Linked DNA regions of Manis pentadactyla: region 1 is linked to region 2. Evidence: chromatin contacts called from public Hi-C data. All regions are on one chromosome and are shown on one strand. Each heading gives the region's core, a stretch centred on a gene start, on an enhancer-like site or on the middle of the called end of the contact. The rest is flanking DNA. Distances are from core to core; before and after follow the strand shown.

Region 1 (3,165 bases), core at 120-2,619, 190 kb after region 2:
ATCCACCCCTCCACCCATCGTCTATCAAGCCAGCCAGCCAGCTAGCTACACAACAGATCCTCTGTGGTAATCTGCTGGGTCAGCTACCCTTCCTCCAGGCTGTAACATCTTTCCCAGTTCCCCCTTCCTCTCGCTTCTCACCCCTGCTCTGATTTAGATCCTAAATCAAGACCATAACCTTTCAGGGGGTCTCTCTGCTTCTGAGCCCTCATGGGATAATCCACCCATGCACCACTCCTTAATTACTCTCCCTAAAACATACTCAAGCTCTCCCGAGTGACTGCAGATTGCTTGCAGCATCCGGCCTGAATTTCTGGGCTCAGCCCAGAGGCCCCCACCATATGCCCTGCATCGTGACTCCAGCTTTTAGTTAGTCACTTCTGAGAATAAGAGCTTTGTTTTATATTTCAAAATCAAATCAAACATAGATTGTAAATAAATCCTAGCCAAAAAAAAACAATAAAAATTAAATCAAGAGCTTTTAACTAGTGCGTATTGTGTGCATACATTCACGCACACAGTCATGTCGCCAGGGCTTGTGTTTGCAGATGGCATGAGTGTGTCTGAGCCTGCCGCTCCAGTGCTCGAGGCCAAGGGGCTGCGTGGGATCAAACAGCTCACAGTCGGTTTGCTAAACTGTGCACCCTGCCTTGGGGCCGCATCATTCTGTGAGGAGCTGTGCATTTGCTAGTCTACCTAAGCCTCAGAGCTTGTCTTACTATTTTCTGACAAGCTTCCTCTTGGAGGAAAAGAGCAGTCCAAGGCCAGGCCAGGCCCAGGTAAAATAGTGAATAAAACGAGGAAGGCACATCTTACGAGCAGCTGAGAATGCTCCCCCTTTCTTCGGATGGATGTGTTCAGGTGTGAGGGAAGAGTGACCCGAAATATAAACTACAGCATCACAGCATTTCAGAGTTCAAAGGTCCTTAAGAGTTTCTAGTCCAACCCTATTCTTTCAGGCCTTAAAGCTGAGAAGGCTGTTTCTTACCCCTGGTTTCCCACTGTAGCTCTGGGCGGGGCGGTTCCCAGCTCTGGGCAAGTTCACTATAGATTCAGTGAGACCAAATAATGACAACAGAATGTCGGAGGTAAAAGGAGGTCGTACCAAGCTTTATTCTCAGGGCAGAAGGCTGAGCACTGAAGCCCCGTCCTCCTCCGTCTCTGCCCCCCGCTTGGCCTCTGCCCTCCTCTCTCCTGCTCTCTTGAGTTCTACTCTAGGCTCTGCTCTCCTGCGTCCCTCTGTGCTTAGCGTCCGGCAGAACTCCTACAGCAACACCACCTAACAGCTTATTGCCAATGGGTATGCAAGCACGTAGTAGGCTAAGTCTTACCTCATCACACGTATACAATGGCTGTCAGGTGAGGATCCTGGCCATGGAACTTCTATTTTCCCTACACCCACCTAGTCAGGGGAGAGTTTCAAAACCTCTCTTTCCAGTCTCTCTCAACTGCTTCCCTTCTGAGGCCTCCTAGGCAAGCCTGTGTTTCTCCCTCACAGCCTGGGAGCCCCAGCAGGAGCCAGCCCGTCAATCTGAACCATTATGCCACCAAGAAGAGTGTGCCGGAGGGCATGCTGGGCATGGCTCTCTTCCTGTCCAACACCAAGCAGCTGAGAGCGGTTCTGGAGCAGGAGCCATCCTCTCAGTATTACAGCACGCTGGTCACCCTCATCAGTGTTAGGCTGGAGAAAGGAAAAACAAGGACATGCAAACAGAACAGAGAGATGCCATAGGGGGAGAACAGACCAGACCCCAAAGTCCGAGCCGTATATGGAAAGGGGACAGCTCTCCCTGAATTCCATCCTGATGTGCCAAGACCCAGATGTCAGCCAGGATCCTCCCTCTTGGAAAGAAAAAAAGTTTCTAGTTGACTATTATGTCACCTTTAGCCAATCATACCTCTCAACACCCCCTAGGACAGCTTGCCCACTCCTCCCCCTCCTAATCCTTTATAAGCCCCCACCTCCCTAACCAGGTGTGACTTCTCTGGCCTCTGGCAAGAAGGTCACAGAACCTCACCCAGGGGTATTTAAATAAATTACCTGGCCCTTTGTTGCCTCTCTTTGCCTGCTTATTCTGGCTAGAATTTATCTTACAATCAGCATCTCTCTGCCCCTGCAGGTGGCCACTGGCATCCTCCTTGTGCTCATTGGTGAGGAGCTCGGGCCTGGAGTCAGCCCCAGTGCCCCCACGGTGGAGGGGAAGCTCCAAGTGCCTCCCTGTCCCACCCTGCATTTGCACACGTTAGCTTCTTAACCATACCCTGACCTGGTGTTAGGTCTCTGCACCTACACATGGCTTTCAGAGTGAAAGGTGCCCCATCCTACCTGCTGGTCTCCCATACAGTGGCCACTCCTAGTACCTGATGAATGACTGTCCTCACTAACTTTAGCAGAGTTCCTAACAGCCCTTAGTGAGCATTCATCCCGACTCTGAAAAGACCCAGCCTAAATTCCCAAATCCCAAGTCTATCAATTGCCTTGTGGCTGCCCCAGGCCCTGTCAGTGAGGGAAAAGGCATGTCAGTGCAATGACTACAACTCCCTTGATTCTGCCACTCAGATGTTTCAGGGGCCAGCCTGTGTCTGGACTCTAGAGGATGTCGTGAGGAAAGCTGCAAGCCGCGCCCCCTCCCCGCTCCTCTACAGCACGACTGAACCTCAATGGGGCAGAAAAGCAGTGGCGACTTAACCAGCTCAGCAATGCTGCCGGCACCCTGGTCTTCATCACCCTTGCCATCAGCACCTTCATTACAGCCTTTGGGGTGTGTAAAACGGGGTTTTTGGCTGCCAGGACCTCAAGGAATCCTCTCTGAGCACAGCCCTGGCCCCAGGTGGGGGAAGATGGGAAGCCCCCAGGTCCACAGGCTCCCCAAGGGCCCATCTCTCATCCACTAGGGGGTTAGGGTAAGAGACCTATAGCTCCGGGGCAAGGAGGCGGTCTGGGAGGAGAGCCTGGACTGACTCAGGAAGGGCCCCTGGCTCTGTGAAGGGGACTTGCCTCAATTCTTAGGCGGGGTTCCCTATGAGCCATAATCTGGGATGGGAAAGCACATCACTGGTTGGCAGGAGGCAGGGTGGAGTGTGGGGCTCCTCCTTGATGCTGCCCAGCAGTCCTTGCTACTCTGGGATAGCCTTGGACCAACAGCAAGCCCACCAGGAAGCTTC
Region 2 (3,087 bases), core at 585-3,084:
TCAGAACAGTGTGAGAATGATATATAAAGGGTGAACTCAGTAAACTGGCTTAACCGAGCCAAATCTGGATGCAAACCACTGTAAAGTAAAGAAGTTAGTGGGGCTATACCTGCAGTTCACACCAGGCGACCTCTACAGTGGTTTCAGTGTCCAGACCTTTGTAGACTGTCTTAAAGGAGCCTCTGCCAATTTCGATGTCAAACTTGAGAAAGCGGCCATCATTGGACATTCCCACAGCCTTGGTCTCCAGTTCTTCGATATCATCCTGTTGCTGGCTCCGTTCCTCCTGTGGCTCCCTGGAGCTGCCCCCGCCGCTGCCACTTCTCGCCGACGGAGGATCCTCCCTGCTCCCCACATGGTTAGGCTGGGAAACTTGGCGGTCTCGGCTGGTACTGCTGCGGGCAGTCGCGGCGGCAGGGCCCGCGGGGGGTGCTTCCCCAGGGGCAGCCGCGGCGGGCGGCTGCTGGGCTACCCGGGCCGCGGCGGCGGCGGTCAAGGTGTCCTCGCGGTGGGGCTCCGGCGGAGCACTCTGCGGAACAACCGAGGGGACGCCAGGCTGCGGCAGGGCGAGCGGGAGGCCGGGCAGTTCCAGCGCAGTGGCGTTGGAGTCGCAGATGACGCTGCGGCGGAAGAACCGATGCTCGGTGGTGGTGGTGGTCGCGGCTGCCCCACGGCTGTCTTTGTCCATAGTGTGGCGGCGACGCCGGTACTCCTCAGTCCGGCCTGTTCCAGCGTCGGTGCCCGCGGCGCCCAGCTTCTCCCCCACAGAGGAATCGGAGCTGGAGCCGTTCTTGGGGGAAGGCGCCGGCGGCGAGAGGAACAGGGAGCTCGGAGTGCTGCTCTGCTTCTCTGCGGCACCCCCGGACATGGTCGTCGGCGGGAGCGGGGCGAGCTGGCTAAGATTTGTGAATTAAGAGAGAGTGCGGGGCCGCCCGCGAGAAGCGGTGGAGGCCTGCAGGTCCCGCTACCGCAGCCGGGACGGCTCCTCACTCAACACTGACTAGCCGCCCCGAACGAGAGGCGGGACACGGGACCCAGCTGCGTCGGCTGCTGCAGCTCCCAGGACGGGCTCGTCGGCGGGCGATCGAGGAGCTGAGCCACGGGAGTTAGCGCCTCGCGGTCCGCATCCATCCTGCGGCGAACGGCCGGGAAGGCTGGGGCAGCGGGGGCGCCGCAGTCATGAGGGGCAGGGCGCGGAGCCGGCACTGAGGCGAAGCGGATGCGGCGGCAGCGCCGCCGCCGCTGCCCGGGCTGGGCGGGCTAGGCCCCGAAGGCGGCGACGACGCGCGGCAGGCACGAGCACGGGCTCCCGAACGGTGGCAGCTCCCGGGCCAGAGCGAGTGGGAGGGGCCGAGGAAGGCGAGGGCGGGCGGCCAGGCTCCGGGTCAGTCAGGCAGGCGGTCGCCTCCCACACGCGCCCCCGGCCGGGGCACCAATCTCACAGGGCGCCCATGGCCCGGATGCGAAGGGCCGAAGCCACGAAGCCTCGGCACCTGAGGAGCGGCCCTCCCTTCCCCGAGGCCTCCCGCCCGCCCCGGGCCTGGCAGACGCCGTCTCCTCCCGGGCCGGTGCCGGGGGCTGACGGAGGGAGGGAACAGTGGGGAGGGGAGGGCCGCTCACCGCGGGGCCCGAGCTCCGCTGCTTCTCGGGGCCGAGAGTAGAGGAGACCGGGAGGACTGGGTGAAGGGGCTGGGGAGAGGAAAGAGCAGTCACCCCCACCAGGCGCCTTCTGTCACAGAAGATGGGGGTGCAGAGTGGCCGAGGTAGAACAGCCGCGTCCGCTGAGGAAACGCTCCGCGCTAAATGGCGCCGGGAGTCTGAAGCCTCCACACAGCCCGCTCCGACCCCGCCCCCTGCCGCCTGGGGCAGTCCTGCCCCCACCCCGCTCGCGGGGTTCCCGCGCACGCGTGCCAGGACCGAGGCTCTCTGGGATTTATAGTTCGTACATTTGAGGGGCACAAGGGACTCAGGAGGAAGGCGCCTATGACTTCCATGATGCCCTGCGGTGGCTTAATTTGATGGCTCATGGGAGCTGTAGTTTCCTCTGGAAACCGCCCCGTCTGGAAGGTTGATGGGAGCGTCACCGTGGTTTGCTAAACCCCATCCTCAAGTCTGTGCTAGCTAGCCGAATCATTATCTATGGATTAATTGTGGAAGAAGAGAAGGAAAAAAAAAAAAGAAGAGGGAGGCAGGACGAGAGGAGAGACTCCCATCATGCTCTGCCGGGGCGAGAGCGCTCTTAGGGTAGCCAGGCAATGAAAAATGATCTGTTGTCCATCTTTAACGGAGAGCCGCAGTAGTGTCGAGTGACTAGGGGCGCGGGGCTGGAGGGGAAAGGCGGAGCCGGGAACCGGAGCCCAAGCGAGAGCCCGAGGGCTGAACACGCCTTCCGTTAGAGTAAAAAAAAAAAAAAACTTTGCTAACATTGCGCATAAGATTTATATTGCCTAAATGAATTGGGGAAGGAGGCCGAATTACCTTGCATCCTCCTCCCTCCCAGAACAATTAAAGCCAGTTTCCGAGCTCCATTCCCCAAGATAGAAATTCTGGCTGTCAAAGACGGGCTGCCCTCCTGAAATCCAGGATCCTAGGGAACTCTGCTTTGCCAGAAAAAGACGGTGCGGGGCGATTCGAGAAAAGAGAAGGTCCACATATTGTTGCATCTTTTGTCACAAACTTAAGAGAGCTGAGCTGACTTTTGCGCTCGTAGTGACTGAAACTTAATTTCCATCTTGATAATTTAGTGAAAGATCCCCTTTCTCTAGAAGAACATGAGTGTACACATGTAATTTATACCGTGGCTTGGGGCGCAGAGGAAGTCTGCATCATCCAGTGCTCAGTAATGAGATGCTTTTCTTGGAAGCATCCGTGGGCTCCTTGGACCCCTTTGCTCCTCAAAACTACTCGATTGTACAGGTGATGAGCACCAGGGGGCACTAGCCAGAGCAGGAAGTCCGACCGGAAAATCAGATGGCAGTTAAAGTCTCAGCCCAACGGGTAAAAGCGGGAAGCCCTTAAACGTAAGCAACCGCATCAGAGCGCCCGCAGGCTCCGGCCTCTGGTCGGCGCCCGCTGAGGAACGAGCTC

Evidence for each region. Hi-C and Micro-C count contacts between places; a contact is called where the count stands out from the background.
Region 1: a Hi-C map of fibroblasts shows a contact between it and region 2, with 5 times the contacts expected there. The contact joins the promoter of NINJ2 here to the promoter of WNK1 in region 2. A contact is called at or near these places in 3 of 3 Hi-C or Micro-C datasets (blood, fibroblasts and skin fibroblasts).

The regions. Positions count from the first base shown.
Region 1 is chr14:59,839,744-59,842,908 of mManPen7.hap1, forward strand. It overlaps NINJ2 (ninjurin 2), which reads left to right and starts at 1,370. Exons shown (of 3, transcript XM_057492395.1): 1 at 1,370-1,680; 2 at 2,102-2,151; 3 at 2,647-3,165. The coding sequence starts at 1,571. The coding sequence ends at 2,813.
Region 2 is chr14:59,652,855-59,655,941 of mManPen7.hap1, forward strand. WNK1 (WNK lysine deficient protein kinase 1) reads right to left here and starts at 1,835. Exons shown (of 29, transcript XM_036907531.2): 1 at 110-1,835. The coding sequence starts at 868.